Regions from separate parts of the Mus musculus genome. Here regions 2, 3 and 4 are each linked to region 1. A link is a contact called in public HiChIP or PLAC-seq data. All regions are on one chromosome and are shown on one strand. The core of a region is the stretch at or near the end of the contact, and the rest is flanking DNA. Distances in the headings are between cores, read along the strand shown.

Region 1 (3,672 bases), core at 376-2,875:
AACAAAATGTGAAAATATAAGCTGTTTTTAAAAATAGATTAAAAGCAGTACAATAAAATGTAAAAGCATCTTGGGGCTGGAGAGATGGCTCAGCTGTTAAGAATGAGTACGGTAGAGGCTTGGCACACCTGTGGTGGCCTCCTAACTGCTTTATAACCTCAACCCTGGAGACTTCAGGACTCCACAGGCACCTGCACACACATGCACATGCACGTGAGTACACGAGAGAGAGAGAGAGAGAGAGAGAGAGAGAGAGAGAGAGAGAGAGAGAGAGAGAGAATTACACATATTCGTAAATTAAATAAATCTCTTTTAAAGTACCAACATTTCTCAGAGTATAATAGACCAAAAAAGAAAAGAAAAGAAAGAAAAAAAGAGGAAACAAAAGGGACAAGAAAACGGACAAAGATAAATAAAGATTACCCAGTAACTGAAAACTTCATCTCCAAAATTAGATGAAAGTACAAGGAAAGAAAAAACATGGAAGACTTAAAAAATAGAATAAGGTGAAAATACTACTAAAAGTGTAGTGAAATAAAAAAAGGCACAAGGTTTAAAATGGCAAGTGAGAGTGAGGGGCAGCAGGAGTGAAAAGTGGTGGGCCAGAGTGAGAGCGGGGAGAGGGAGGGCAGCGGGAGTGAGGCTGAGCAGGAGAAAGCACAGCTGAGGAGGAGCACGCATTCTCAGTTCAGTTGGTTTCTGGATCCTTGAGCGTATATATGTAGGGTTGGGGGTGGTCCTTTGAACTTGTGGGCTCCAGGCTTTCCTGTGCTTTCTGCTGGTGTTGAACCTGTATGGAGCAAGTCTTCTCAAAGGGTATAGGAGACAACTTATGATGTTTTCCCAAGCTCCTTCCTCCCGTGGATGCGATCATGTTAGGAACTTGCTATCTGTGCGGGCCTCTGTCCTGTTTGGAATAGTTTGAAGGATGTTGCATTAGACTTGTAAGACATCAAAGGTATACATTAGTCTGAACTGAGTGCCTCAGTGACTCATGACTTTGCTCAATACCAGGACCACTCAGTGTAAACACCCGCCACAGTTTGAAGTGGGGAGGCTCTTAAACCAGCTCACAGTTAGTCACAGTCCTCTGGAAGGCCAAGCCTGGTCTATGCTAACCCCCTCCCATTATCTCTAAGGAAACAAAACCCGGAGGGAGGGAGGGAGGGAGGGACGTGTGAACATCAATCACACAGCTTGTATTTCAGATTCATTTCTATGGGTTTTCATTGGAGGAGAAGACAATGGGGGTGAGGGAGTCTGTATTTTAACAATGGAGACCTGTGAAGGAAAGTCTCTCTGTCTCTGTCCCCCTCCCTCCCTTTCTCCCTCCCTTTCTCCCCTGGTCCATGCTCATACCTGAGCGTGAAGCCCTTGAGTTCACAGGAGTTTTGGAGTTTTAGACTTGATCATTGTTACAGGCTTTGATTTGTTTTATTTGCTCTGAGAAAATTCCTTCTTCTTCTTCTTCCACATGGCCCCAAATAGCCGATTGAGACATGTGGCCCAAGACTTCCTTTTAACAACTCATTATGTTGTTGCTTTTTCTAGACTCTGATTGAAGAAATAAAGTGAGCTAGAGTTCATGACTAATAGAACCTTACCTCCATTCTGACCCCAACTCATGAGCCAATCACTTCTACATGTTCTCATACTGACACATACGTCAGAGGCTTTGATGTGAAGCTGCACTGAATCAGGGACCTCGATTTCAATGCCCAGATACATTCGACATAATCACCCAGTGCAATAACCTTTACTTTCCCATCTGTAAAATGAGTTCAATGTTAGGAACAGTGTTCTTCATACAAAATGGATGTAAGCAGATTGCTAAAGGCTGTGACACATGACTTAGTGGATTATCATTTTATAATGGAAAATTTTAGAAACCTATGAGCTGCCCAAAGCATTGCTGATAATTTATTATTAATGACATCTAAAATCTCCAGCCCTGCAGGAAGCTTCAAGCATCATTACTGCCTTACATTTTGCTTTCGGTTAATGGACAGCCATATTTCACTGTCATTTTCATGGCTAGCAAGATAGCACAGATGAATAATTTTAACAAAATATAGAACAGGCAATGACACATTCCAGATGCTGTCACTTTTATTAATTAGATGACCAACTTCGGCATTGTAAGAACCAAGTTTCCTGAACACATCTAGTGTCCCTCGTATGTCCTTGACATCAACACACTCTCTCTATCCAACTCTCAGAAGCAAGGATCAGAAAACATTGGACTTAGCCCTTTCATGTTTAAAAAAACTAAAATTCAGAATCAATCAGTAATTGAGAAGAAAACCCTCTGGGTAATAAGGCCTGGTAATAGGTGTTCAAGTAAAGGCTGGTCTTGATGGGACAACCCCTTTACCACAGCACTTGGAAAGCAGAGGCAGTAAGATCTCTGTGAGTTCAAGGCCAGTCAGGGTTACTTGATGGGCTCCTGAAAACAAAACGAAACAAACAAAACCAAAATCATGTTGGAGCTGTAGAGGCTAAGTAGTAAAGAGTGTGTAGTGTTTTTGAAGCAGACCTGAGTTTGATTCTAAGGACTAAGATCTGGCAGATGATGACCAAATGTAACTCCAGCTCCTGGAGTCTTAAAAGCCTCTTTTGTCCTCCATGGAAATGTGCATTCAAGTGCACATATACCTCCTCAATTCACAAATACATATAATTAAAACAACAACAACAAAATAAATCATTAAAAAGCTCAAGTAATAGCAGGGGCTTCTGATCACATGAGGACAGCATCCTTAAGGGTTAAGATGAGGATGCTGCTTTGAGATCATCAAAGAAGGATTTTCTTCTAGAAGCTTTTCATAGGAAGAGAATATGCCTCGGAGATGTCGAATCACAGCTCTTAGTAAGAACCACCTATTAGCCTATGGTCTAGGAACATCTAGACCAAGCCCAGTTGCACATGTGCATGTCCCCTGATTTGTGATTGGGCCAATCCTTGCCCCCCCCTTTTTTTTTTGAGGCAGGGTTCCTCTGGGTAATAATAAGGCCTGGCTATCCTGGACTCACTTTGTAAGCCAGGCTGGCCTCTAACTCACAGAGATGTGCCTGTCTCTGCTCCTGAGTACAGGGATTAAAAGGATGTGCCACCTGGCTTAATTCACATGTTTTAATTGGAAACACTCTAAGTTGAAATTCATCTATTATACCTGGCCAAGCTCTGTAGCTTGGCACAGAACCTAAGCCCAGGATCAGCAGTTTGCCCTCCCCATCAAATGCCTGGCTGCGAACTACAGCTTTCTGCCTCTGCCAAGTAGCACAAGAGAATATCAATATTCTATTGATCACTGCTAGCCCAGGTAAAGATTGAAACGCAAAATCCAGAGTATGTTTTTTTTTTTGCTATATGCATACAACTCTTGCACCAGCACAGTATAACAAACTTAGAAGTCAAATCTTGCATTAAGACCTAGACTGTCTGGACTACAGAGGCAAATATCACTGTAACCTGCAGTGTTGCAACTAGAAGCCATTTCCTCCATCTCCATCACAAGGGAGCACTCCTCATCTCTAGCTCGTCAGTCTTCCTATTCTACAGAGCAAACATACTTGTGCTCCGGGAACGATCGTATCTAAGATACTGCAGCAATATGGGCACCTAGGGCCTGTCTCCTTAAGCTCTTACATCATTTCCATACCTGCTCCGGT
Region 2 (3,672 bases), core at 815-3,314, 360 kb before region 1:
TGAAATGGGGTAAATACCTCTACCATGTATCATGGCATTTTTTTACTCTTTCTGTCATAGTGTGTCACCATAAATAAATTAGGCTGCTTCCCCTTTAAGTAGAAACTGCCTCGAGGGTCAGATGGAACTTGAGAACTTTCATCTGAAGCACTTGTTGGTCCCCCAGGAGTGTCAGTTGGACCTGGTGTGGGGAGCGGGGGCAAAGGCAGGCTTGGAGGACGGCCACCATTGTATACATGAAGCCTGTACTGTGATCTAGAGATAAGAGCGTTGTGAGTACTAACTGTGGCTCTAGTAAGGGATGAACTGGCTCCCCACCCCCACTCCCCCACACACTGGTTTTTACCTGGGGAGGCAGTTGGCTGCTGTCCTCTTGGAGGTTGGCATTAAGTCCAGTTCAGCCATTTTGTTTTCTTTTTCTTAGTTAGGAAATCTTTTTTTTTTTTAATTATCTATTTATTTTGTTGTAGCTTATCAAAAGACCCTCACTCACAAAGACCACAGAAATTGCCATCGTTGCAAAACGCATGAGGAATTTACTTATCCAACAGGTTGGGGAACCCCCTCTCAGCACGCAGGCTGGAGGAGAGACCCAGAACAAAGAAAGGACACACTTTTTATAACTCTGTAAGGGCCAGATATAGGCACCAGTTTAGTCTGGCTTATTTTAATTGGTGTAGCCAATAACCTTTTTAGATACTGGTTGGTTTGTGGAGGGTGACTCTCATTTTGTCTGTCCTTGAGGTTTTTAGTATGAGGCGGGACAAAGGAATTGTTAATCTTGTTTTGGAAGCTTAGTAATTTTGACCGTTAAAACTATGTTTCTATATTTGTTTAGTCAGCCAGCTTTTTTATCTGACTCTGTACTTGGCCTGCTAGTACAGTTTGGAAAGTCCTTTTGAAGGGGGAAGGTACTGGGTAGTCTTGAATTTATTTTGGATATTACAATTTCATATATATGAGTACACTGTAGCTGTATAAATGGTTGTGATCCTTCATATGGCTGTTGGGAATTGAAATTTTAGGTCAACCCCACTTGCTCTGGTTGCTATGGCCCAAAGACTTATTATTTATTATTATACATAAGTACACTGTAGCTGTCTTCAGACACACCAGAAGAGGGTGTCAGATCTTATTGTGGGTGGTTGTGAGCCACCATGTAGTTGCTGAGATTTGAACTCAGGATCTTCAGAAGAGCAGTCAGTGCTCTTACCCACTGAGCCATCTCGCCAGCCCTAGTTAGGAAATCTTAAGAGCTACTTTAAAAATACTTGGAGGACTGGATGGCGATGGTGACAAGAGGAGTCTTTTGCTTCAGTTGGCAGATAAATTACATGAGATTCTTTCTAAAGCCTAGCGTGACGGTACAAGGTCATGAGCAAGTCCAGCAGCTTGGAAGCAGGGGCAGGGGGATAGGGAGATGTGAACAGTTTGTTCTCCATAGAGTTCCCAACCAGCAAGTGCCATCCAGTGAGACCTTCCCTCCCTCTTTCCTCCTCCTCTCCCTCCCTCCCTTTCTCCCCTCCCCCCCTTTTTTTGTTAAAGGCAGGCTCTCTCACTGTCTAGCTCTCCTTGCTATGTAGACCAGGCTGGCCTCAAATTACAGAGCTCCACCTGCCTCTAAACCCCTAGCACTTTGACTAAAGGTGTGTGCTACCACACCCAGAGTAAGACTTTAGAAAGAAAGAAAGGAAGGAAGGAAGGGAGGGAGGGAGGGAGGGAGGGAGGGAGGGAGGGAGGGAGAGAGAGAGAGAGAGAGAGAGAGAGAGAGAGAGAGAGAGAGAGAGAAAGAGAAAGAGAAAGAGAAAGAGAAAGAGAGAAAAGAAATTGAGTTGAATAGCACAGTTAGCTCTTAACTTTGATACCAGAGCTTAAACCATTTTGAATTATTAATACCATACTCGGAGGGTAACTGTGGCTCCTCATGTTTTCGTTCTTAAGACCCGGTGCTTAGATGTTTGCTGTGTGTGTGTGGGTAAGAGGGAAAGAGACACAGATATACCATTGTATGCCATTGGTGCTGAGGGGCTGAGGGGCTGAAGGGCCGGACAGGAAGGTGGGGGGAGACTCTGACTCAGCATGAGGAATGCTGACTCATCCTGAGGAATGCTGGCTCACAACGGGAGAGAGAAGCCTTTCTCTGGAGATTTGGAGATAGTCAGTTTTCCAGTTTCCTTCAGATGGAATTGTAGAGCAGAAAAAAAAAGTAATGATCTCCCTGCTTCTCGCCTACAAGTTTTGTTTTGTTGTTTGTGAAGAACAAAACAGAACAAAGGAAAACACTTCGCCAAAAGATGGAATCCTTATCTGAAAAAAAAGACGTTTGGAACAGATTCTCCATTTTTGTCTCTGTAGCTTTTGTCCATCCTGTCCAGGTTTAATAACTAAATCCTTGGAAGCAGGAAGTACATTAGCACTGTTCTAAGAGTTTGTCAGTCCCTTAGGCCGTAGGATTATTTCCTCCCCAAGGTGGACACGCAGACTGTTATAGGAACCCGGAAAGGACCAGACCCAGGGCCATCGGAAGCTCTGTGGATCGCACTGAGCCACATTCACAAGGAGTTTCTGTAACCTGGCAGCCCATGTTCTCACAAGAGCCACGGCTAACCCTCAGCGTCAAAGGAGGCTGTGTTTCCCCAAAGGCTACTGCTTTCTGAAAAATCCATGACTGCAGCAGGTACTCGGAAAAAGTCAATGGTTTTTTCTGTCTTTTATTCGCTATTTTAGACCAGGCTCTTTTGTGGCAGTTTGTTATCAAGAAGTAATGAGTAGATTCTTCTGAGAGTTTGGACTCATTGCAGTCTAATTATGAAATAGTAAAGATTGTATAGGAATTCTCCTTCATAGGGTAAAATTGGTCCAGTGGTGCTGTTGGTGGGCAGTGGAGTTGCCGTGTTGTGTTCATTAAGCATAGGTGGTGGCTATTGTAACTAAGAGGGGATGAGACCCCAAGTTTATTCCACTATCTACGGGAGCAATTCTGCTCATGTCTAAAGAGAAACTTTAGTTTTGATTCCAAATGATTTCACTAAATAAAACATTAATAACAACCAGTTGAATGAATGCTAGTGGACCTCTCCACTAATATTTAATGTTTTAGAATGGATATGTTATCTTGATTACTGTTTTTTAATATCTAGTATATTTTAGTACATTTAGCTCGGAGGTTGTAATTCTGCATGTGTTCCACAAGGTGGCAGGCTTGTATGTTTGTAGGTTCCCTTTGGTTCCGTGCAGAGCAAGCTCGTGGTTATGCAGAAATCAAAGTTTTTCTGTTAAATGTTAACTGTTTTATATAGCAGAGCTTTACAGTTTAACTTTTATGATGGAATGCTCTCTGAGCCTCATCCCAGGCTTTCCTGGTGTCTTAAACGGTACAATGTAGTGTGGTTGTTATCAGGAAACCCTCTAGATAGCAGTGACTGCGTAGACTAAGGACTAAGATGGAGCAGTGAGGGGTGGAAGGGAAGGGATAGAGGCCCTGGCAAGGGCATGCACCTGGGCAGTTAAACGCTGCCTGATTCCATCTTGCTTTTTTTTTTTTTTTCCTTTATTTGCGTTAGTTTTCCTATTAATAATGCCAAGTGCTGGTCTCTAGTCTAGTGTGATAGAACATGGCTGCTTTCTGCAAAATTAAATAGCACACAGTGGCAGGCCAGCCCTGCCTTCTCT
Region 3 (3,672 bases), core at 483-2,982, 330 kb before region 1:
CCTCCGGCCACCACGCAGCCACAGGGGACCACACAGCCCCCTGCACAGCCAGCATCCCAGGGCTCAGGATCAACCGCATAGCCTCCTAGGCCCCAACAGAACTGGCTGCTGCTGCTGCTGTCTGAACTGAACAGACCGAAGAGATGTGCTAGAGAGAAGCCGCCTCCACAGTCACCCATTTCATTGCTGTCTACGAAAGAGACGTGAGACTCACACGCTGTTCTCGCTTTCTCCCCAGTATTAAGCACTCATAAGCTTTTGGCTTGAAGAAATGTACTAGTTGAGTGAATTAAAGGTTAATCAGAGAGTGAGCAGGGATGTGCCCTGTGCAACGTGGCAGATGTCTGAGGAATGGTTTAATTGACCCCGAGGAGCTCTGTGCCTTTTCAACCCTCCCCAGCCGCCCACCCTGCTTCTGAGAGCTCGGGCGGCTCGCCTTCGTGGGGCTCGCCTGCGTGGGGTTCGGAAAGTGGGCTGCTCCTGGATTCTGCGCTCTCTTCTCCTTCCCTTCAAAGAACTCGGAGAGGCCAGAAACAAGACTGCAATGGGGGGCGGGGGGAGGGATGATGCAGTCCTTATACAAAACCGACAACTGTCACCAAAGCTTATAAAACACGATAGTACTGTCCCTCTTTTCTGAACCATCAGAAGACACAAAACTGTTAGTGACACAACGGTGACAGGTAGCTGGGACCTAGGCTATCTTATTATGAAGGTTGTTTTGCTTGTTGTATATTTGTGTATGTAGTGTAACGAATTTGTACCATAGAGGACTGTCCGTAACTACTGTTTAGCTTCTACACATTGAAATGTAGATGTTTCATTGGCTGTCTGAAAAGGTGTGGCTTGTCCTTCCTAGAGAGATCTACTTAAAAACTGCTTTGTGACAAAAACCACACCTGAAGAAATTTTAAGAATTTGGCCCAGTTAGTCACTCTGTGTAATCCCGGAATCTAGCTGCTGAAGTCTTGCGAAGTAAACTCCCCGTGACCGATGTCAGTTAAGCTGGTGATACCTGGAGAAGTGGTCAGTTGCTAAGGAAGTGGATTTCCCAGTAGGGGTTTCTGCACCTCACCTGTATAGTCGTTCTGCGCATGTCCCCCACACAGTCCCCACTGTATTTACCTGTTCTACTTGTCACCTTTCAATAAAGCATATCAAATGTTGATACACACGTGTTTCTATATGACGCCATTAATACATTCATTTCCACAGCTGCTCTTCATGAAGTCAACAGCAGTTTGCCTAGTAAAGTCTCAGGGCGCTGACACCAGTGCTTTGACTCCAGAAGAGAGGAGACATTGTTTTGATTGGGGGGGGGGGGGGAATGCAGGCAGAAGGGCTCATTCTCTTGTGACTAAGTCACTTCACCCCTCTGGACTGATAAGAGAATCTTCACTTCTCCAATTTAAAATTTGAGGGTTTATGTAGAGCTTATTTATTCGTAGTTGCTGAACTGAGAGGGAACAAGCCTGGTTGGTGTGTGAAGGTTAAAGGAAGAGGGACAGGTTCGTTTCCACGTTGACAGCTCTGCTGCCAGAATGAGTTTCTGGCCCCTGGGAGAGTAGTTGTGTTTGTAGACACTCTTCTGGGGGTTGAAAGGATGTACTGGGCTTGAGCTAGGTAGGACCTGGGACATCTCTCCCTTCTGGGTGATGTGTAAACACAGTGGAGCCTAAGGAGGAGGAAGGGCCTTAGCAGGACAGGCTTGGCTCTCTGCCCCAGGACCTCGGCAATAGCTCTTGGATGTGGTGCGAGTTGGGTCCATCCTGTGCATCCTCTGAGGGTTACCTAAGTCCTCACTGTAAGCCGATGGCAGTTGCCATAATGATAACTGGAGGGCAGCAAGAACTTGACAGTGTCTCATACTTAGAGCTACATAACTGATCTAACGGGAAGCTTCGATGGTGATTCTCTGAAGAAAACTAGACAGTAGCCATTTCATCTCACATTTTTTCATGTAGCTGTGGAGAATTTAAAGTCTCCACCCTTGATGAACTAAATAGACATTATTTCGACTAATAGAAAATCTCACAAGATTGCGGTGTCTTGATATGTGAAATAGTAATGAATCATTAACATGAAAAGATATATTTTTATGGCCTTTCCTCGCCTTTGTAAATTCAGAAGTTTTACTGACTGCTATTTAAACATATCTAAGTTGATTTCTAAGCACATCTTATTGCTAACTCACAAACCTAACTAGGCATCCTTGGCCCGTGGGTCACTATGGAGTTGATAGAGTCACACTTCACCTGCCATGGAGCAGGAGTGACTTCTAAAGCCGAAGGAGATCTAGTGTGAGCCCTGGGTGTTCGTGACGTCACTGCAGGACAGACCCAGGCACAGTGCCGGAGAGACGACGGTACCATGTGATTCTAAGAATGCCTGCTCTCTGCTTCAAATTAACAATGTTCAGAATTCAGGAGCTGTGCTTTTGGTTTTCGCATAGTTTAAAAGTAAAAATAATTGTGATGAATACAGCGTGCCAGAAATCAGGTTTATATATTTGCTCAGGAAACGTATAAAAGTTAATTATAACCATAATTAGGAATGAAAATGAATTTCAATGCAGGCACTACTGTCCCTCCGGCTGAGTGAAATACAAGATGAAGCCTTGTGCAGTGACAGCCTTTAGCTGTCCATTTCCCATCCATTCAGACAGTAATCACAGCAGTAAGATCAGACACAAGCCGAAAATGAAATTTCCTCCCAGATAAAATCGTTTGAAAATACTGCCTACCAACAGGACTGGGGAGCAGATTGTGCCATGAGGTTCCTGCTCTGCTGTGTGGGAGAAAGACACTCGCCGACCGCACCTGAGGTGCTGTGGAAACCGGCTATTTGATATTTGGAGGGAACAGAAATCCACAGACCCACCTCCCCATCCATGAAATCACTGGGTGAGAGCTTTCAAGACCCAGAACTTGGCTAAACTTCAGCTCAAATTAGAAAAGCCCTTCTCATGGAGACTGAGCACCGAGTCTTAGAATGCTGGGTTAGTTTCTTCAGAGAATATCAACGAGTATCTTCAACCTGCCCAAGATCCATCTCTGCCAATCGTGTGTGTGTGTGTGTGTGTGTGTGTGTGTGTGTGTGTGTGTGTGTGAACCCCAGGCTGAGGGCAGACATCTTTAAGAGCGCTAGTTAATGACTGTGGAGATACATGCCTGTAGATCCAGCTGAAGCAAGATCTTGAGTTCAAGGCCATCCAGTGCTATATAACAAGACATTTCTCGAAATTAACAAACAAACAAACAAAAAGTATTGCTAAATGAGAAGCCATGTCTCTTGATAGGATGGCCCTACCCCCACCTTCTCCAGTCAACCCAGGGACCAAGATTGTGACTGTGGATGTGTGTGCTACAAGACTGTGTAGTTCTCAAAACCAATTCTCTGAGTTTCCAGGGACAACATACATTGCAATGAAGATGGTCTCCGTTGCTTTCTAAGTGCTCCGTGTCTTTCCTTAAGCAGGACTGCCGTGACGACCTGTTGTGACAAACGACCACACTGGTTGGCTGGGGTCTTCCCAGAAGGTAGAACTCAGTTCTAAACACTGTACCACTGCCCAGTGCAAACTGGGACGTGATGGTTGTCTTAGATCCATTGTTGTCTTCTTCCCTGTCCCTGCCTCTGCCTTGGAGTTAGGTATCACTTTGAGACTTGGGT
Region 4 (3,672 bases), core at 873-3,372, 280 kb before region 1:
CTGAGGAGGGCCATCCATGGTATAGCAGAACCTGTCAAGTGCACTTATGCCATACATTAAATATAATTTAAATGTAGCTGGAAATGTTGAGTTGGATTGCAGATGGTGAGTTATATCCACTCCACGGCGGTTTACCATCTTCTTTTCTTATTTTGAAGCCAACAATTTTTTTTTTTTTTTTGCTTTGTTTTAGGCCCTCAACATTCTCTCAAGTTCACAGAGGCTGATGGAGAAAATAGCCCTGCAAATTAGTTCTTGGTGTCCTTGCCCTCGCCCTCACATAAGCTGTCAACTGAGATCATTTTACATCTCTTTTGTTTTTTGTTTTTTCGAGATGGGATTTCTCTGTGTAGCCCTGGCTGTACTGGAACTCACTTTGTAGTCCAGGCTGGCCTCGAACTCAGAAATCTGCCTGCCTCTGCCTCCAAAGTGCTGGGATTAAAGGCGTGCAATACCACTGCCCGGCTTCATTTTACATCTGAACTCAGATTCCTTCGTTCATTAGAAAGAGCCACAGCTGCTTATTCCACTATGTCAGCAAATAGGTCTGCCACCTTGAGAAGGAAGAAATGATCTACTTTGAGCATAAAATAATTGCCTTTAATGCCAACTTGGGCAGTGGCTCCCTGCCCTGACCCAGTAATAAAACCTCATAGGGGAAACAGATTCCTGCGAAAAATATGGTTCCCATTCTATGGCGCCTTGGCATTTTGTCCCCTCCAATCATAGCTAAATGCTCTAGTTCCCCAAAAGAAGGAATTTTAAGGGTTACCTCAGCCTGGGGCTGTGTACAAAGCTCTGAGTAGTTTGACGCCATGGCTTCTCTGCCACAATTCTGCTTGGTTTAACAAGAATTCCGGTGTGATGACTACACAGCCAGCTTTTCCCCTCAGTTAATCAAACCAACATAATTTCTTTGCTAAAAGGCATTGCCTCATCAAGTCTGCGTTTCCAGACAAACCCAAGCTTCGGCTGGACTTCCCCATAATCGTATGGGCTAATAGATTCCAGGCGCCTTTGCAAACCAGTTCTTCGCAACGATGCAAACCCACACAAGCCTTGGATGGTTCAAAGTCACAGGCCTGACATTTTCTGGAGCAGATAACTTGGTTTCCTAAAGGAAATCTCTGCACTTAAGGTACACAGTTTACTTAAGATTCCAGGGGTAAAGCTTTAATACACAGTCTGGGAGCAAAGAACCTCGGGCACTAAGCTGGTCGCTACAGTTACAGCATCATAATGCGCCAGAATCCATACGGTGAATTATAGGCAGTAACGATGCACTCAGCTTTGGCTGAGGCGGCTTCAGTTTGCAAGAGAAAGAGGAGGGTGAAGAGAAATGTAGCTCGGAATCTCACGCCCTACTTTTATACCATATATATAATATATATGTACACACACACACACACACACACACACACACACACACACACAGGGAGAAGAGACAGACGATCACAAAAAGGGTGGAAAGAAAAATCTTAGCATGGGGGTGGGGAGAGAGTCCAGGGGCGGAGCCTGGAAGCTGTGGATAAGTGGCATTCTATCATTCGTTCATCCTTTCGTTCATTCATTCACTTAGTAGGCTCCCAGCCCAGTTGGCTTCACTGGCCCCTAAGATGCAGCTTTTAGCCTTTTTCAAGGACGATGGCTCCTTCTCTTGGGGAGTCTCCACCAACCAGAGCCCTCTCCGCCCACGAGAAAGCAGAGCAGTCTGCGCCCCCCAGAGCCCCGCTGGGTCCCCCAGCCTGCGGGACCCCGGAGGAGGGGCCGGGAGGCCTGGCTCCGAGCCCACGGCCCGCCCGCCCCGCCCCGCTCCGCCCCGCGGGTCCTGCCAGCTCGGCCCGGCCGGCGCCGCCCCCGCCTTACCAGGGTTTTGGCTACGTTTCCCCTCTGGGTGATGTTTTTGCTGTGCTTCTCGTTAGCCATCCGGATCCGCTGTTTGGCCACCATGGCTTGGGCGCTTGGGGATGCTCTCGACTCCCACCTGCAACGATGGCCGGGGTGAGCCGTAGCCGCAGCGCCCCGCGGCTTGCCCGGGCGCTGCAGGTGGCAAGGCACGGCCGAGCCCCGCGCACCCCGCTCCCGGAGCCCCAGCCAGCCGGCTCCAGAGAGAGGCCAGCGCGCGGACGGAAGTAATCTCTCATCTCAGGAAACCCTCTCCGACTTCCTCGCCATCCTTCCGGTCCCCCCAGCTACCTACCCTGCGCGGCCACCGAGGCAGGAGGCGGGAAGCGAGAGGCGGGCGCTGACACAGCGCCGCGCGCCAAGCCCAAGGGCACCGTGGCCCGGGGTGTCCGGGTCCTGAGATCGAACGCTGCGGGGCATAGGGTTCGGGCGACCCGGCGTTTGTGCGTGCGTGGGGGGTGGGGACGCAGCCGCACCCAGCCTGGTGACCTCTGACTGTTTCCTGACCACCTCGGGACAGGCAGGGATTGGGGCGCTGGTGCTTCAAGCTGAAGGCTAGACCCTAGGCATCGAGCGCTGAGTCTCAGAGCTGAGCCTGGCCAGGTTTGGGTAGTACTGTTGGGAAACACCCCAAAAGAACCTGCCCTTTAGGTGTCTGAGGAAACCCCACTTGGCAAGTTGGGTTGTGCAAAAAGAGACCCTTTGTGACATGGGACGAAGAGCCAAGAAGCCTCTTTCTGGTCCCTGAAAAATGTGGATGAGGGTGGAGTTGGACCAGACCTCACCTTGGCAGTGGTGGTCATCACACTAGCAGATTGCCCCAGAAACCACTGAGTGCATAGAGGGCAAAGGGTTCATGAGCCTACAGTACAGGAAGAATGGATGGCCACTGCCCATAACCAAAGTGTTGACCAGGCTTGGACTCTTATCCCCCACTGCCCCACCACCACTACTGTCTTGGGGCATCTTGGACCTTCAGGCATCCCTGTTCTATGGGGTACTAAGTGTGAGCTCCCAGACAGCATTGGGAGTTTCTCTGCAGTGAAAGGACAAAAATCAATATTTGAATATCCAGATGCTGACCCCGAGATTTAGCTAGGGGAGGAGTGGGGGCTGAACCGCTTATCTTTCCTCAACAAATATGGCTCCTTGGAGCTCAGGAGGGACATCTGGAGAAGTGGGAAGAGGTGGTCCAGGGTTAGGACAATACAAAATAGCACTCAAGGGTAAGGAGTGAGAGCTGTGTAGACCAGATATGTCGGATGCATCTCTGATCCTATCTATCTGTGCCTGGAGGATGCTTCAATAGGCTCTGGTATGGGTAGAATTTCTTATGTGGGTAGAAAGCTAGGAAGAGCTCTTTAGGATACGGTTTATCTTAGAGTTTCTGTTGGGATGAAACTCAAGCAGGGCAGAAACCTGGAAGCAGGAGCTGATGCAGAGGCTGTGGAGGGTGCTGCTGACTGGCTTACTTTTTCTGGCTTGCTCAACCTGCTTTCTAATAGAATCTGGGCCCACCTGCTCAGGGATGGCACCACCCACAATGGGCTGGGGCCTCCCCTTCAATCTGTAATTAAGAATATGCCTTACAGCTGGAGCTCATAGTCTCATTTCTCAACGGAGGCTCCTTCCACTCTGAAGACTCCAGCTTGGGTCAAGTTAGACAAAACCAGCCAATATACCCTTCTATCAACTGGTTAGAAATCTCTTCACTTGAATGAGCAGCTACTGGCTTCATTAACAGTATGAGCAGCCACCAACATCACA

The links. HiChIP or PLAC-seq counts read pairs in DNA pulled down with a chosen protein or histone mark.
Region 2: a contact with region 1 is called in a CTCF HiChIP or PLAC-seq map of the NIH/3T3 cell line, with 7 read pairs. The contact joins two enhancer-like sites. A contact is called at or near these places in 1 of 15 datasets of contacts at CTCF or cohesin (the NIH/3T3 cell line), 4 of 484 Hi-C or Micro-C datasets (the AML12 cell line, bone marrow-derived macrophages and liver), 6 of 115 datasets of contacts at active chromatin or transcription factors (a colorectal cancer cell line, embryonic stem cells, epiblast stem cells and 2 more) and 1 of 9 other capture datasets (adipose tissue).
Region 3: a contact with region 1 is called in a FOXA1 HiChIP or PLAC-seq map of pancreatic cancer cells. The contact joins two enhancer-like sites. A contact is called at or near these places in 1 of 39 promoter capture datasets (the SN4741 cell line), 2 of 15 datasets of contacts at CTCF or cohesin (the NIH/3T3 cell line and large pre-B cells), 15 of 484 Hi-C or Micro-C datasets (the 3T3-L1 cell line, 3T3-L1-derived adipocytes, the AML12 cell line and 7 more), 33 of 115 datasets of contacts at active chromatin or transcription factors (the NIH/3T3 cell line, the SCID.adh cell line, SST interneurons and 24 more) and 3 of 9 other capture datasets (adipose tissue, liver and pancreatic islet).
Region 4: a FOXA1 HiChIP or PLAC-seq map of pancreatic cancer cells shows a contact between it and region 1. The contact joins the promoter of Serp2 here to the enhancer-like site in region 1. A contact is called at or near these places in 12 of 39 promoter capture datasets (the 3T3-L1 cell line, 3T3-L1-derived adipocytes, the HPC-7 cell line and 7 more), 3 of 484 Hi-C or Micro-C datasets (bone marrow-derived macrophages, liver and nephron progenitors), 10 of 115 datasets of contacts at active chromatin or transcription factors (acute myeloid leukemia, embryonic basal ganglia, embryonic forebrain and 6 more) and 4 of 9 other capture datasets (adipose tissue, embryonic stem cells, liver and 1 more).

Annotation. Positions count from the first base shown.
Region 1 is chr14:76,833,271-76,836,942 of GRCm38.p6, forward strand. It overlaps Gm30365 (a long non-coding RNA gene), which reads right to left. Exons shown (of 3, transcript XR_383623.4): 1 at 3,663-3,672; 2 at 1,360-1,554; 3 at 1-907. Among named protein-coding and RNA genes, the nearest start is that of Gm30365, 2.6 kb to the right of the region's middle. Within about 2 kb of position 1,626, at least 27 of the 459 cell types and tissues checked have an H3K27ac peak or open chromatin away from gene starts, as enhancers often do. A contact at or near this core is called in the NIH/3T3 cell line and pancreatic cancer cells, where this site is marked.
Region 2 is chr14:76,476,752-76,480,423 of GRCm38.p6, forward strand. All of the region lies in intron 1 of Tsc22d1 (TSC22 domain family, member 1), which reads left to right. Among named protein-coding and RNA genes, the nearest start is that of 4930444M15Rik, 42 kb to the right of the region's middle. Within about 2 kb of position 2,065, at least 96 of the 459 cell types and tissues checked have an H3K27ac peak or open chromatin away from gene starts, as enhancers often do. A contact at or near this core is called in the NIH/3T3 cell line and pancreatic cancer cells, where this site is marked.
Region 3 is chr14:76,506,594-76,510,265 of GRCm38.p6, forward strand. It overlaps Tsc22d1 (TSC22 domain family, member 1), which reads left to right. Exons shown (of 3, transcript NM_207652.3): 3 at 1-1,172. The coding sequence ends at 81. Among named protein-coding and RNA genes, the nearest start is that of 4930444M15Rik, 12 kb to the right of the region's middle. Within about 2 kb of position 1,733, at least 15 of the 459 cell types and tissues checked have an H3K27ac peak or open chromatin away from gene starts, as enhancers often do. A contact at or near this core is called in pancreatic cancer cells, where this site is marked.
Region 4 is chr14:76,554,565-76,558,236 of GRCm38.p6, forward strand. It overlaps Serp2 (stress-associated endoplasmic reticulum protein family member 2), which reads right to left and starts at 2,123. Exons shown (of 3, transcript NM_001160326.1): 1 at 1,867-2,123. The coding sequence starts at 1,950.